Linked DNA regions of Mus musculus: regions 2, 3, 4 and 5 are each linked to region 1. Evidence: chromatin contacts called from public Hi-C and HiChIP or PLAC-seq data. All regions are on one chromosome and are shown on one strand. Each heading gives the region's core, a stretch centred on a gene start, on an enhancer-like site or on the middle of the called end of the contact. The rest is flanking DNA. Distances are from core to core; before and after follow the strand shown.

Region 1 (2,578 bases), core at 55-2,554:
GGGATGCACTCGCGCAGCTCGGCGAAGGCGCTGTTGATGCTCTGAGTCCTGCGCCGCTCCTTGCGGTTGGCGGTGCCCCGGCGCTTCACCGGGCGCGGCCCCCCCAGGCCGGGAGGCCCGGCGCCGGGCGGCACTCCCCCATAATGGGAGTGGTCCAGGCCCGCGGCACCGCTGGCGTACTCGGGGCTGTAGGACAGGGCCATACTGTAGTCGGGGGGCGACATCTCCGGGTGGCCAATAAGCCAGCCGTGGAAGTAGGGGTTCTCCTCGTGGCTGCAGCGGCTGGCGGCGGCGGCGGCAGCGGCGGCGGCGGCTGCGGCGAATGGGTAGCCCTCATGGTGCACCACGGGGTGGTGGGGAAAGCCCCCCACCAGACTCATCTCGCCTTCCGTGGCCCTCCACGCGCCCCAGCGTGCGCGCAGCCCCGCCGCGCCCTCCGATCGGGCTCCGACCTCGGCGATCGGCGGCCTTCCCCACCCCCCACCCCCCAACCCCCGGGCTCCCGGGCCGGCCCTGCAGCCGCAGAGGGGGCCGCTGCAGCCCGGGGCCCGCGCCTGGCCCGCCGGGCCCGCCTCAGCTGTGCCGCGGCCGCCGGCTCCCCATGGGGCGCGGCGAGCTGGTCCCGGCACGGTGCGCCCTTGCTGGCCGCCGCCGCCCGCCCAGCTCTACAGCCCGCGCGCCGGCTCCCGCGTTCCCCGCTGCAGCGACCAGGCAGAGCGCTCCGGTGCTCATGCAAAAGTGCCGGCCGGCTCCCGCGAGGCAGTCCCGCAGACGCCGGCCACGGGACTCCTGACTCCGAAGATGACCTGGAATCCGGGGCGAGTCCAAGCTGGGGCTGCAGGAGCCGGCCCGGCTGTGCCGGGAGGCGGCGGGGTCGCAGCTTAGCGTGGAGCTACCTCGGTGCGACCCTCCCCCTTCCTGCCCCTTCCCCTCCCCCACCAGCTCGATCTGGGTTCTTGGGCGCTTATTGTTTTAATAAAAATTATTTGGTTGTTGTTTTGGTCCTTGAGTGTGATTTGTTTTTAAAGCTGTAAGGAACGTGTCCGTCCTCGCTCCTCAGGCTCTCTCGGAGGCTTTGCAGAGAGGTCTCAGCGCATCCATTTTCTAAGATCCTCTCCTCTCCGGACAAGAATCTTGGGCCCTTGAAGGCACCTCGGAGCTGGGAAGCGGCGAATGGACTCTCGGAGGGGTGTGCTCAGACAGTGGCCGCGGAAGCTCCTGGGTGGCAGCGGCGGCGGTTCTCTTGGGCTGGACGCGGTGAGGGGAGCAAGCCGATTTTCCCAGCAAGATCTCCATGTACAGCTACATCTTTAGGGCCGCTCGGGTTAATATATGTCGTCAGAGGCTCCTCACGCCAATCCCGGGGCGGCGGGGGCGGCGCCTCGCGCTCTCCGCAATAAAACTTTTTGATGTTCACGTTGCTAATTGCCGAGGTCCTCTTCTAGGATTGGTTGTCCACTCATAACCATAAGATAATTAAAACGGGGGGGGGCAGGGTAAAAAAAAAACCCTTTTATCAGCCATAGGTTAATGCAAGTGTTTAACAGATGCTTCGCTATTAAAATATTTCCCCCCAATACTGAAGAATCTTAAACCAGGTACAGTATTATTTCGCTTTCTTTTCTGATTACAGGGGTGGGGTGAATAGAGAAAGGAACGCAGATTATGCCTTTTCAAGTGTTTTGTAGGTAACCGAGGCAGAAAACTGAGCCGACAGTCTCCTATAGTTTTGTGCTGGGCTGGGGAGGGGATTTGGGGTGGGTGGTGGTGGCGACAAGAGTCTGGAGGTGGCGGTATGGAATCCCATTAAGGTGCGATTGGGAGTGAGCCGAGTCTCTTTGACCAGGCTAGAGCGCCAGCGCTCCTCTGACCCGGCACACTTTGGCAAAGTTGCAGTGGCCTGTTTGCTTAGGCACTGAAGTGGATGACCCAAGTTAGGATGACAACTTGCAGAGAACGCGGATGAGACCTTCAGTTTGTGCCCACACTCATTTGCAGCAACCCTAACAGAGATTGCGAAGATTTTCAAAGTGGGGCACCTCGATTTCTCGAATCTGTGGTGTGGCGAATATCCGTGTTCCTCCTGCTTAACTAGCCTGTTTGGTAAGTAACTGAATAGTTTTTACAGCGTGTTCGGAGCTTATTTTCTAGTTTTTATGAACAAACATATAAATATATCTCTGCATTCCTGCCTCCCTCATAAAAGCGGGCATCTGTGGAAAGCAGGTTTAGTTATCGGAGGGGAGCCATTAAACGGACGTTTAAGAGACAGGCAGGGAGGAAGGCTCGTGGATGTTTAGACTGCTTGCCTTGGCGATCTTGAACGCATTAGAACGGAAAATGGATCTCCACTTGTAAGTTAGCGGGCCTCGGGGCACCTAGGAGATTCCCCAGCAGCGCGGGATAGGGGCGGTCAGTGGAAGGAGGCAAAACCACCCTCCGGCTGGCCTGTATGAGGATCTCTTCTTTTCACTCACACGAAGAAGGTCCCTGTGTAATAGGGTGTCAACAGAAGCCCTTAGGCTGTAAATTTGATCACACCGATAGCTGGCCTTGGACCTGAGGAGGCAAGCAGAGG
Region 2 (2,578 bases), core at 27-2,526, 480 kb before region 1:
TAGCTGCCTGGAATTCTCTCCACGCTGGGATAGTAATGCTGATAGACGCAGAACAACTAATCCCATGTTAAACACCAGCTGAACGAGAAAAGGCTCTCAATTCAGAGGGCAGGGCCCCAGGCCACTCCCTCTAGTGCATTACCAATAACTAACTTTGCTGCATCCAGCTGTAATTTTGTCTTTTGAACTCTGTCATGGATTTTTTTTTGTTTTATTTTATTTTTTATTGGTTATTTTATTTCTTTACATTTCAAATGTGATCCATCTTCTTGGTTTCCCCTTTGCAAATCCTCTATCCCGTCCCTCCTCCCCCTGCTTCTATGAGGGTGCTCCCCCACCTACCCACCCACTCCTGCCTTAGCATCCTAGCATTCCCCTACAGTGGGGCATCAAGCCTCCATAGTACCAAAGGCTTCCCCTCCCATTGATGTCAGATAAGGCAATCCTCTGTACATATGCAGCTGGAGCCATGGGTCCCTCCATGTGTACTCTTTGGTTGGTGGTTTAGTCCCTGGGAGTTCTGAGAGGGTCTGGTTGGTTGGTATTGTTGTTCTTCCTATGGGGTTGCAAACCCCTTCAGCTCCTTTAGTCCTCCCCCTAACTTGTGGTCTCGTGCTCAGTCCAATGATTGACTGCAAGCATCCACCTCTGTATTGGTCAGGCACTGGCAAAGCCTCTCAGGAGACAGCCATATCAGGGTTCTCTCAGCAAGCACTTCTTGGCATCTGCAATAGTGTCTGGGTTTAGTGCCTGCATATGGAATGGATCCCCAGGTGGAGCGGTCTCCATGGTTTATTTTATTTTATTTCACACACAGACTATGTTATATTTCATGTCCCCATTTTTCTCAACAAACTACGTATAAATTCAAGGCATCTTGCTAGTCATGTCATCAAAAAGACAGACCAAGGAAGACCCTTATGGATTCCAGGATTGTCAGGAATAGTGACACAGCCCGTGCTTGATGTGTTCTTGATACAGATTCGAAGTGTGGCAGCCAACTTATGTGTGGATAGCAAGCATGGAGCCACAGGGACCGAGCTCAGGCTGGACGTCTGTGTCAAGGATGGCTCTGAAAGGACATGGTCTCACGAACAGGTGAGTCAGAAATCATGGGAGTGGAGGCTGGGGGGGGGGGCCTGCGGGGCGGGGGGCGGGGCTGAGGGGATCATGGAGGGACAGGATGGGGAGAAGCTTCTGGGTACATTTGGGACTTGGATGAAGTCATGGTTTGTCACCAATCAGATCTGTAATTAGTGAGTCATTGCCAGCCTCTGCTTCTGTTTCTTGTCAGCAGAATCATGATAATCAACTTATTTCAACTTGCAGACCAAGGATTAGTGCAGTGCGATCGCTCAACCAGTAAAGTTCTTGCCGTGCACGCATTAGGACTTGAGTCTGCTCTTCCAGAGCCCAAATTTTCAAGGCTAAGTGTGTTGGCATGTGCATGGAGTCCCAGATCTGGTGAAGCAGAGACAGGCAGATCAATAGCAACTGATAGCCAAGTACCCTGGCTTACATGGTGAGTTCTAGGCCAGGAAGACCCTCTAAGGGAGAGGTAGACAGCAGCTGAGGAAGAACGCTTGAGGTTGTCCTCTGTGTGTGTGCATATGACATGAAAGCAAAATAGCAGCTCTTGCAAGGACAGGGGTGACCAGTAATAAGAAGCTAAAACCATGAGCGAGAGGAGCGAGAGTGCAGACAAATAAAAGACAAAGCATGTTCAGAAATGCTACAATGAAGCCCATTATTCTGTGTGCTAACCTTTGTTTGTATGTACATGTGTTTATGTGCATGCACACTCTATGCACATGCAAAGAGACTATGCATAGAGGCAGTTATTCTTCTGAGAGTCTCACCCTGATTCTGGGGCTTGCATTTTCTTCCTAGGCTGGAAACCAGTAGAACCTAGCATTCTGCTCTCTCCATCTCACTTCCTCAGAGCTGGGGTCACAGGCACAGGTCTGTGCATGGCTCTGGAGTTCCTAACTGGTCCTCGTGAATGTTCAAAAAGACCTCTTGACCACTGAGCCCCTTGCACACTAACTCGTAAAACTAATTTTTTAATAAAGGAGGTGATAAAATTGATCAATGTGATGTAATCTTACTGCCTTCCCCACAGTGGAAGTTTTCAAGACAATGAGCCCGGAAAGGCTAGGTAACTCATCAAAAAAACAAAACAAAACAAAACAAACTAAAACAACAACAACAACAAAAAACCTGTCTTGTGTTTGAGACTTCAGTTAACTTTAATTTTTCCTCCTGGCTTTGTATTAAAGGTAATTCATGGCCCTCCTGTTGTGAGTGTGGTTTTTAATCATGAAGGTGAAGGACATCTGAGGCAGCAGCACCTGTCTTAGTTAGGGTTTTACTGCTGTGAACAGACACCATGACCAAGGCAAGTCTTATAAAGGACAACATTTAATTAGGGCCAGCTTACAGGTTCAGAGGTTCCGTCCATTATCATCAAGGCAGGAACAGGGCATCGTCAAGGTGCAGGAGGCGCTGAGAGTTCTGCATCTTCATTTGAAGGCTGCTAGTGGAAGACTGACTTCCAGGCAGCTAAGTCGAGGGTCTT
Region 3 (2,578 bases), core at 58-2,557, 460 kb after region 1:
TTTTCAAAGACCAAGTGGCTCTTGGCTTTGTTATCACACCTATAGAGCAGTCAGCTCACATTTAAGAAAAGTTACCCCTTCATTAGTGTGAGAACTGAGAAGAGGAAGGGAAACTGCTGCTTGAGTAATGAACCATCTTCAGCAAAGAGCTAGGAAGAGCCAGTACTTAACACATACATGTCGAAACAAAGGCTGTTTCCACAGCCCTCTAGTGCTGCTCCTGGTAATTTCTATTAAGAAAAAGTCCAGACACATAATCAGAAATGTATAGGAGAGCTAAAACCCATTATAAATAAATAAAGTAAGCACTGAATAATGGGATTTGTTGATAGTAACATCTCAGGTCCTTGCAAGTTTGTAGAGCAGACAGGATTCCTAAAAGATCCCAAGATAACTGGAGGGTAGCATCTATTATAGTAACTGTCATAGACTGTTCTGAAGAGATCAGAGAGGTAAGTAAATTAGGAACATGTAAAACAAATGTGTTTATTGTTATCTATTATTTATGACTCTTTTGATAGCTGGTAGTTCATTTGACTATGCTTCTACGTAAACCAATTTAAATTAATTCAGCTAGCAAATTGAATAATGCTATATCAACTGCTTTGTTGCAATCAAGATATATTGCATATACTTGGCTCTCTTAATCTTCTAACTATATTTTCTAATGTTGATGGATAATTGCCTTTAAGTGCATCCTTGCCCTCTCTGCTTTTAGGCCTGTTTGATAAAAACATTACTGGAAGTGGTATGTTCCCAGACCATTTTGAGAATGCAATTTGCCTCAATTCTCCTATCAGGAGCATCAGTATAATCTGAAGACTATGAAGGCAATTAGCTCTCTCTAATGGTCTTTGCTTCTCTTAAATAATGATAAAAGGGGGGTTATTGGATAAGAGGAAAACAGAATTCAACATTTAACTGCCTACTGTTTTCTCCATTTTGGTGTTCACTAAAGTTTATGATGCAAACCGCTCAGAAGGAAAAGAACACCCCTCAAAGATTTGTGTGCAGAATCAACAAACGCAGATACAGTACAGTCAGGGCCATAACTTCTCCCAAATAAGTTTACAACTGTGACAGGCATGTCTGCTTTCCTTTAGATATTCCGGAACATTGTATTAAGATCTACGAGGAGGCTGTGAAGAGACAGTGCTGCGAAGAATCTTGCTTTGCAGAAGAGAATTAACAACAAAGCTGAAAACATTTCATTAATTAATGCCTGAAATTCCCAGTCTCGTTGCAAGGGAGGACAGACTTGGAATTCTAAACTGTTTTTCACTTCCTGTCTCTTTTTAAACAGTTCGCTAGGAATTATAAGTGGTTTTAAAATCTTAGCTTTTGTGTGCTGCTATTTGAGACAGGAAATCTCTTTAATTTTCATTTTTGTTACCAGTGGCTTATACCTTAAATGTTTGATGCTAGAATTCTTTGGTTTATGGTTATTTATGGCCTTTTTTTATTTGAGGTTAGAGTTTAAATATTTGAACTTTTTTTGGTGTCATCCCTAATTAAACAAATCAAAATTTAAAAATCTGAGACATTACTATTGGTGACTGTGGTGGAAAATGATCCTTAGCTTGCACCAATTGTCAGCATGGGTTTCTTGATGTACTTATAGACAAATAGAGTCTCAACCCTGCTTGATCATTAGCAATGACCAGACCCAAATGTTGGTGCAGCATGTAGATTACCTTCTGGGTAAGAGAGAGAGGACGCCTTCCTTGTTTCAAACCACAGGAAAAAAAAATATGTGTCGAAAGTAGCATTGCTTACTATCTTGAAAAACTAACCACAAAAGCTGATAGATTGACAAATATAGTAAAGGAAATCACAGACTGATGACTCTGGCAAACCTCATGTGAGAAGGAAAAACAAGAAGCAAACAAAAATAAAATACTCCTATTTGCTAAATGAGAATGTTGATATATGATTATATTGTATTTATCTTAAGTTGGCATGAAAGCCTTTATCTAGTGCTGTGTCTGTGTGTGTGTGTGTGTGTGTGTGTGTGTGTGTGTGTGTGTGTAATAAAATGTATTTTTGTGTATCTGGACCAAACTCAAAATGAGATCATGTATGAGAAAATATTTTTATGTTTTGTAATGCACTTAAAATGAAAGATTTATTACGTATAGATTTCAGTAGACCCAAGAAACAAGACATCCCTTCAGCAGTATCAGATGGAATTATCCACTTGGAAGAACATTATTTGGATCTTCACTGATGTAATCATATTGCTGTCATATAATTTCCTAAACCAAATCCTTCCATAAACGGAAAACTGTAAATCACAAAATATTTACCAGGGAAACCAAAATGACTGTCTCAGACATCTCAGAATGCTTGCATTCAGCAAGATTATAAAGTATATAAATATGTATCACAGTTGTTTGGAAATCTGTGTGATCTATTTTCAGGTTAAGTGCTTTCTATGCATGCAAACAGACAGAAAGAGAGACATCATGGACATATGTACATATATGAGCTTTTAAAAGATAAAATTATGTACAGGCTTTGCATGGTAACCATTCCTTTTATTTTGCAAAAAAGTTATTGTTTTGATAGAGATTTTTTT
Region 4 (2,578 bases), core at 38-2,537, 330 kb before region 1:
TTCAGCGATGAGGGCTACTTCCCAGCTATGCTCATAATCACAGTCAGTTTTCCATCTTCTCAATAGTGGACAACCATATCTGAATAACAATGCATATACTGTTGATCACTAGGGGAGACTTAACCAAGTTTCACTTGTTTCGAAAGCAAAATACATGCAGATAAGGCAATATTAGGATTAAAAAGGTCAATTTACGCCATCCTTAAACCTGCTACCGAAAAGCATTTGTTCAACAAATTGAGTAGTTTAGGGGTATGGCACACACTGCAGACTGTGATTTAAAGTGATTGACATCTTTGGCACAATGTACAAGGGAGAGGCGTGTAGCTAAACATTTGCCAATATCCTTTCCTGGAAAAGTCAGTTGTGAGAGAAGCAACGATGCATGTACGGAACGTTTTAAAAGCCCGAAATCCACTTTCCCCAGAGTAGGAACTTGCAAGTCCATTAACAGGGACCGTAGTGAGAATTAGCTAGTCGACTTGGCTTTCTAATTAGCCCAAGAGAGAAGGCAATACTGCCTTTCCAAGTGAGTCCTCTTTTAGTTCTGTGGTGTTTGCACATCTCACCTGGGCCTTTCGATTACAAATCCACCTCCTTAAGGAGCCCTGTGAAAAAACAAGATTAAAAAAAAAAAAAACAGCTATAAATCAGCCACGTGGAGTTACTGCTGCAGCAGCGGTGGCTGACTTCCTGGTTTCCTTCCTGCAAGCCTCTGGCTGGGGAGATTGAGCAGTGGGCGTCGGGAAGGGCAGGGCAGCCTAGGGCGTCTGCAGGTCCACCTGAGGGGCACCGGGCGGCAGCATCCTGGCAGGGCACGGGCGTCAAGGACAGAGTTTTGGTCCCTAATTACAATAAAAGTTTGGGGATCTGCAAGCTTTAGGAAGCGGAGCCTTAGGGCAAAGGCTAAGACCAGACCTGGGGGAAAGTGTTAAGTTAGTTCCAAGGTTACTAGGGACTCGCGGGTGGTGGGGGGTGGGTTCTCGCGGTCGCGGGTGGAGGAAGGGGGTACTGCGGAGCTAGAGCGGGCAGGTAGAGAGAAGGGAAGCCTGGAAAGCTACACACGCCGGCCGGTCGGAGCTCTGCGGAGGCCGGCGGAGGGGAGGGGGTGCGGCAGAGCAGTGCAGAGGCAGGCGCGGGGAGGGGGCGGAGGGGCGAGCCAGGGGAAGGTAAAGCCGAGGGGAGTTCCGGATCTGGTGCTGGAGAGGGCAGGCGGTGGGGAGGGCGGCGGGCGTAGTGATCCGGGGGGGGGGGGGGGGGGAAGGAGGAGGAGGAGGAGGAGGGCCGGGGGAGGGGGAAGGAGGGAGGGGAGAGCGGTGGCGGCGGCTGCGCCGGGCTGTGTGTCTCTCGCCGCCGGAGGAAGATGAGGCTGAAGATCGGGTTCATCTTACGCAGTTTGCTGGTGGTGGGAAGCTTCCTGGGGCTCGTGGTCCTCTGGTCTTCCCTGTCCTCGCGGCCCGACGACCAGAGCCCACTGAGCAGGATGAGGGTGAGTGACCCGCCTGGCCCCCTCCGGCAGAGGCGACCTGCAACTTGTTTTTTTGCGCGCGCGCGTGAGTGTGTGTGTGTGTGTGTGTGTGTGTGTATGTGGCGGGAGCAAGGGGCGGCGGGGTCGCGGCCGCGTGGGCGCCGCAGCTCCGCAGGTGGCGCTGGCCCGGCGCCGGCCGATCGGGGGCGCCTAGCCCTACGCCGCGGGTACCCCTCGGCCGCCGCCGGCCCGCCCCCTGGCCGCCCCTTCCTCCCGCGCGTCCCCGCCCCGGGTTCAGCGCCGTCACCCGCGCTACTGCTGCTGCTGCCGCTACCGCGGCCGCCGCGGCGGCCGTGGTGGCGGCTATAGGCGGCCGCTCCAACGCCGGGACTGCCGGGGCGGAATCGCAGGACAGAGTCGGCTCCCCGGAGCCGAGGCTGCTCGGCGTCCGACTCGGGGCTACGACCCCCGCGCTGGCGGCAGGCGGGCGCGGGGTTGGTCCGAGCTGCGGCCTGTGGCGCGTGCAGGCCTGAAGGAGGCGAGATGCCGGCGCCGCCGCCGTGGTCCGGTGGAGCAGGCCCCGCGGTCCAGCCTCTCCTGTGGTCCCCGCCCAGTCCGGGTGCTCGCCGCGGGGGCGCCCCTAGCCTGTCCGCCTCGGGCTCCAGCCCACGGCGCCGCCTCTCCGCAACTCCCGTGGCCGGGAGCCGGGTGCAACGTGTAGCTGAGGCCTCGCCCCGCACCCCTTGTCCCTTCGATTCCCGGACAGGGGAGAGACACGTCCCCACCCGGATCGGCGTCCCTGCACCGGGGCGCCTGGGAGCCCCGGTCGCCCGCTGTGCTCCCTCGTCCTGCGGATCCGGAGCGGGCTCCAGTCCCCCGGCCCTACCTGGGCTGCTCCGGCCGAGGACCTAACTTGTGCCGGCTCCTGGCCGCCCCTCGCTGCCTGTTCCATCAGCCTGACGCCGAGAGGCGCGCTCCGCTGGGACGCATCCGTCTGCCGCCCTCGGCGCCGGCGTTAGTCTTGACAGTCCCGGCTTTGAGGGTTTAGTCAGGCTTCTCGGAACTTTAGTTACCGGGATCCGGCCACTGCGCTACGCTCGCCCCGGCAGT
Region 5 (2,578 bases), core at 31-2,530, 310 kb after region 1:
ATGTGCAGAGAAGACACCTCCGAGAAGATCATCCACAAACCAGGACAAGGGTCTGCAGAGATACCAACCTCATAGGCAACTGGACCTCGGGCTTCTAGCTGCCATCCCTATGAAAATGGGAATTGTGCTGTTTAAGCAAAAGAAAGAAAAATGACAGTTGCTTCCTTCTTTGTAATGACCACATACTGACTTTTATATTTTCTGCGTTCCAGCAACATCCAATCATCCATTCACATGAAAGTCAAACTGTTTAGAAATAGGAAAGCAATTCTATTTATAGTTGGGTGTCTGATCTTGTGTTGTGTGAAATAGCTGTCAACCTATTTATGTGATGGGTGAATAGATGGTGTTAAATTCTTTAATGATTGCATATATCTGTTCAATTGTTTTTCTTTAGGGTGGAAAACTTTCGGTGACAATAAATGTGGGAATCTTCAAAAACTCAAAAACTGCAACATTTTCCTAAAACGTGATTTGTCCACACAAAGATATATAGAATTGGCATGGTATTCCATTTCATCAAAATATTTTGTATTTTCTAGTCCTGTTTCTTAATTACATGTTTTAACATAGTTATAAAAATGTCATTTAAGAAAATCTAAAAATGAGTTTAGAATAAAAACATAATCAATCACAAATTTATAAAAGCACCATTAGTAGGATGATAGCTTAGCAAAATAACCAAAGTATTACCTAGTATATTATTTAGGAAAGTAAATACCTAAGATGTTCTGAAATATGAAACACATGAAGCAGAAGAGTATATTATTTAGAATGAGAAATCATGAAAGGCTATTCTCGGTAGAATTTGAATTTTTGGATTGAGTATCTTCTCCGCAATGTTTCTCTATAATGACAAAACTACGTAATAGGAATACAACTTATGCTATTCTATGGTAGGAACCTGGACTAAGTGATTATATTATATTTAATGTGAAGTAAAGGGTTAAATTTAACTGTGTCCTTAGTATGGTATTTTTAAGTAGGAATAGACTACTTAAAAATATACAATAATTCACTATTTAGTCAAACAAAACTGTTTGTTGCCTAAAAATTGAAATCATATACATTATTATATGTTATATGATATACATTCATTTTCATGCTAGGCAAAAATAAGCAATGCTTACTCTATGCTAAAGATCACATAAGGAAACTGGAAAAACAGGGAGGGGAGTCTGGGAGAGAGAATGCCTGAATTTATGCCAGATGTAGAGAGTGTCCCTTGGGGTGCATTCATTACAGACACGCACAATTAATCCTCCAGAGGCTCAGCTCACATCACGCCTTTCTTACCTGTTCATTGGCTGACACCTGCACATTAGGAGTGCACCTGGTCGAAATGCGAGTGACTCCCAACACCAGCTTGTAAAACCTTTTTTCTATTAATTTTCCTGTTTAAAATGTAGCAAAATAAACTCAGAAACAAAGAAAGACACCTACATAAACAAGTAGATTCCTGAAAGGCGCAAGTGGCCACTGGAAACAACCAAGTAAAAGGAAAAAAAAAAAAAAAGACCCAGGTGGAAGGAGAGTTTAAGGGGCCTCAGAGCACTGTGAAGGCTTCTCACAGTGGTACAGTTATAGAAACACCTGGTTCTGCAAATGGGCTTGTCCACTGGGAAAATGTTCCAGCATTCAGTGGGTCTCAGAGTAGCTTTAGGACCTCAAATAGGAGCTATGTGTCGACAGATAACTAAAAATACCTGGGATCTTGGGCCAAAGGATCCTGAACTACATAAACCTTTACTATGCCTTTTAACAAAGCTGAACTTAAATAGTAGCGAGACTTAACAGTTATTGAGACTTGCCTGACATAGAGAGTGTGCAGAGACTGAAGTTCACCTCTCGTTAATGTGGAGCCTGAAGTCATCATTAAGCCAAATAGGAAAAACCAAGTTATTGCCTGGATAGGGGTTTGGTATTTCTCTCTCTAATTAAGGTTCCAAGACTAGAATAATAATAACTTCACTGGGAAAGGGGGGTGATGGTGAGCACATGCCACGTGCCTTACTCTGGTGGGATTGTACTTTGTCCCAGACCATCTAGATTTGGATCTGTGCTGCCAATTCAAGGTACCATAAATACACAGTTCACTTACTTATGTATTTCATAATAACTATGATCACTAAATCATAAGTATAAGCATCAAAGATATCTCTTTATTTTCAGTTTCGTGGAGTATCTGAAGCACTCAGTTTGACAGCAGGACTAGAAGTTAACACATTAATAAAGTTAAAAATGACATTTCAAAGTAATGTACTACATGAACACACACACACACACACGAAACTGTGACTAGGGAGATGGATCAGTGGATGAAGCACTTGTAACACAAGTGTTCACTTCCACAGTACAGATTTCCAGCTACCACTTCTTATACCTTCCTTTGCTTTCCCTCTATCCCCAAGCCACGATTGATGCTGCCTGGATTATTCCAATAACCTGGCTACTCACTGCTTGGGCCCTTCCCCCTCCTCTAAAAGCATTAACCAATGACAAAGCTGAAACAGTTTTTTTTTTTTTTGTTGTTGTTGTTGATTGTACTTTCAAAAAGGAAAAGTATCTCCTTTCCCAT

What was found. A called contact is a pair of places that touch in the nucleus more often than the background predicts. HiChIP or PLAC-seq counts read pairs in DNA pulled down with a chosen protein or histone mark.
Region 2: a contact with region 1 is called in a Hi-C map of the N1E-115 cell line, with 6 times the contacts expected there. The contact joins the enhancer-like site here to the promoter of Hand2 in region 1. A contact is called at or near these places in 7 of 39 promoter capture datasets (the 3T3-L1 cell line, embryonic stem cells, liver and 3 more), 5 of 484 Hi-C or Micro-C datasets (CD8 T cells, LSK cells, the N1E-115 cell line and 2 more), 12 of 115 datasets of contacts at active chromatin or transcription factors (bone marrow-derived macrophages, embryonic forebrain, embryonic midbrain and 5 more) and 1 of 9 other capture datasets (embryonic stem cells).
Region 3: a Hi-C map of the N1E-115 cell line shows a contact between it and region 1, with 6 times the contacts expected there. The contact joins the enhancer-like site here to the promoter of Hand2 in region 1. A contact is called at or near these places in 5 of 39 promoter capture datasets (embryonic stem cells, liver, maxillary cranial neural crest and 1 more), 1 of 15 datasets of contacts at CTCF or cohesin (stem cell-derived epiblast-like cells), 4 of 484 Hi-C or Micro-C datasets (the N1E-115 cell line, gonadal supporting cells, nephron progenitors and 1 more), 11 of 115 datasets of contacts at active chromatin or transcription factors (astrocytes, craniofacial prominence, embryonic hindbrain and 5 more) and 2 of 9 other capture datasets (embryonic stem cells and embryonic tail).
Region 4: a contact with region 1 is called in an H3K27ac HiChIP or PLAC-seq map of embryonic stem cells, with 3 times the contacts expected there. The contact joins the promoter of Galnt7 here to the promoter of Hand2 in region 1. A contact is called at or near these places in 2 of 39 promoter capture datasets (both in embryonic stem cells), 19 of 484 Hi-C or Micro-C datasets (cardiomyocytes, differentiating embryonic stem cells, embryonic stem cells and 3 more), 7 of 115 datasets of contacts at active chromatin or transcription factors (embryonic stem cells and stem cell-derived neural progenitor cells) and 1 of 9 other capture datasets (embryonic stem cells).
Region 5: an H3K4me3 HiChIP or PLAC-seq map of embryonic limb bud shows a contact between it and region 1, with 4 times the contacts expected there. The contact joins the enhancer-like site here to the promoter of Hand2 in region 1. A contact is called at or near these places in 2 of 484 Hi-C or Micro-C datasets (the N1E-115 cell line and uterus), 3 of 115 datasets of contacts at active chromatin or transcription factors (cardiomyocytes, embryonic limb bud and stem cell-derived neural progenitor cells) and 2 of 9 other capture datasets (embryonic stem cells and liver).

The regions. Positions count from the first base shown.
Region 1 is chr8:57,319,709-57,322,286 of GRCm38.p6, reverse strand. It overlaps Hand2 (heart and neural crest derivatives expressed 2), which reads right to left and starts at 1,304. Exons shown (of 2, transcript NM_010402.4): 1 at 1-1,304. The coding sequence starts at 380. It overlaps Hand2os1 (Hand2, opposite strand 1), which reads left to right and starts at 1,428. Exons shown (of 6, transcript NR_154048.1): 1 at 1,428-1,598; 2 at 1,999-2,103.
Region 2 is chr8:57,802,734-57,805,311 of GRCm38.p6, reverse strand. Galntl6 (UDP-N-acetyl-alpha-D-galactosamine:polypeptide N-acetylgalactosaminyltransferase-like 6) reads left to right here. Exons shown (of 12, transcript NM_175032.3): 10 at 982-1,098. It overlaps Gm2921 (predicted gene 2921), which reads right to left. Exons shown (of 2, transcript NR_165835.1): 2 at 2,404-2,578. Among named protein-coding and RNA genes, the nearest start is that of Gm2921, 4.2 kb to the right of the region's middle. Within about 2 kb of position 1,276, at least 5 of the 459 cell types and tissues checked have an H3K27ac peak or open chromatin away from gene starts, as enhancers often do. A contact at or near this core is called in the N1E-115 cell line, where this site is marked.
Region 3 is chr8:56,859,885-56,862,462 of GRCm38.p6, reverse strand. No RefSeq gene overlaps it. Among named protein-coding and RNA genes, the nearest start is that of Gm33501, 28 kb to the left of the region's middle. Within about 2 kb of position 1,307, at least 1 of the 459 cell types and tissues checked has an H3K27ac peak or open chromatin away from gene starts, as enhancers often do. A contact at or near this core is called in the N1E-115 cell line, where this site is marked.
Region 4 is chr8:57,651,764-57,654,341 of GRCm38.p6, reverse strand. It overlaps Galnt7 (polypeptide N-acetylgalactosaminyltransferase 7), which reads left to right and starts at 1,287. Exons shown (of 12, transcript NM_144731.4): 1 at 1,287-1,489. The coding sequence starts at 1,364. It overlaps AW046200 (expressed sequence AW046200), which reads right to left. Exons shown (of 4, transcript NR_040698.1): 1 at 2,355-2,578.
Region 5 is chr8:57,009,518-57,012,095 of GRCm38.p6, reverse strand. No RefSeq gene overlaps it. Among named protein-coding and RNA genes, the nearest start is that of Gm33501, 120 kb to the right of the region's middle. Within about 2 kb of position 1,280, at least 3 of the 459 cell types and tissues checked have an H3K27ac peak or open chromatin away from gene starts, as enhancers often do. A contact at or near this core is called in the N1E-115 cell line and embryonic limb bud, where this site is marked.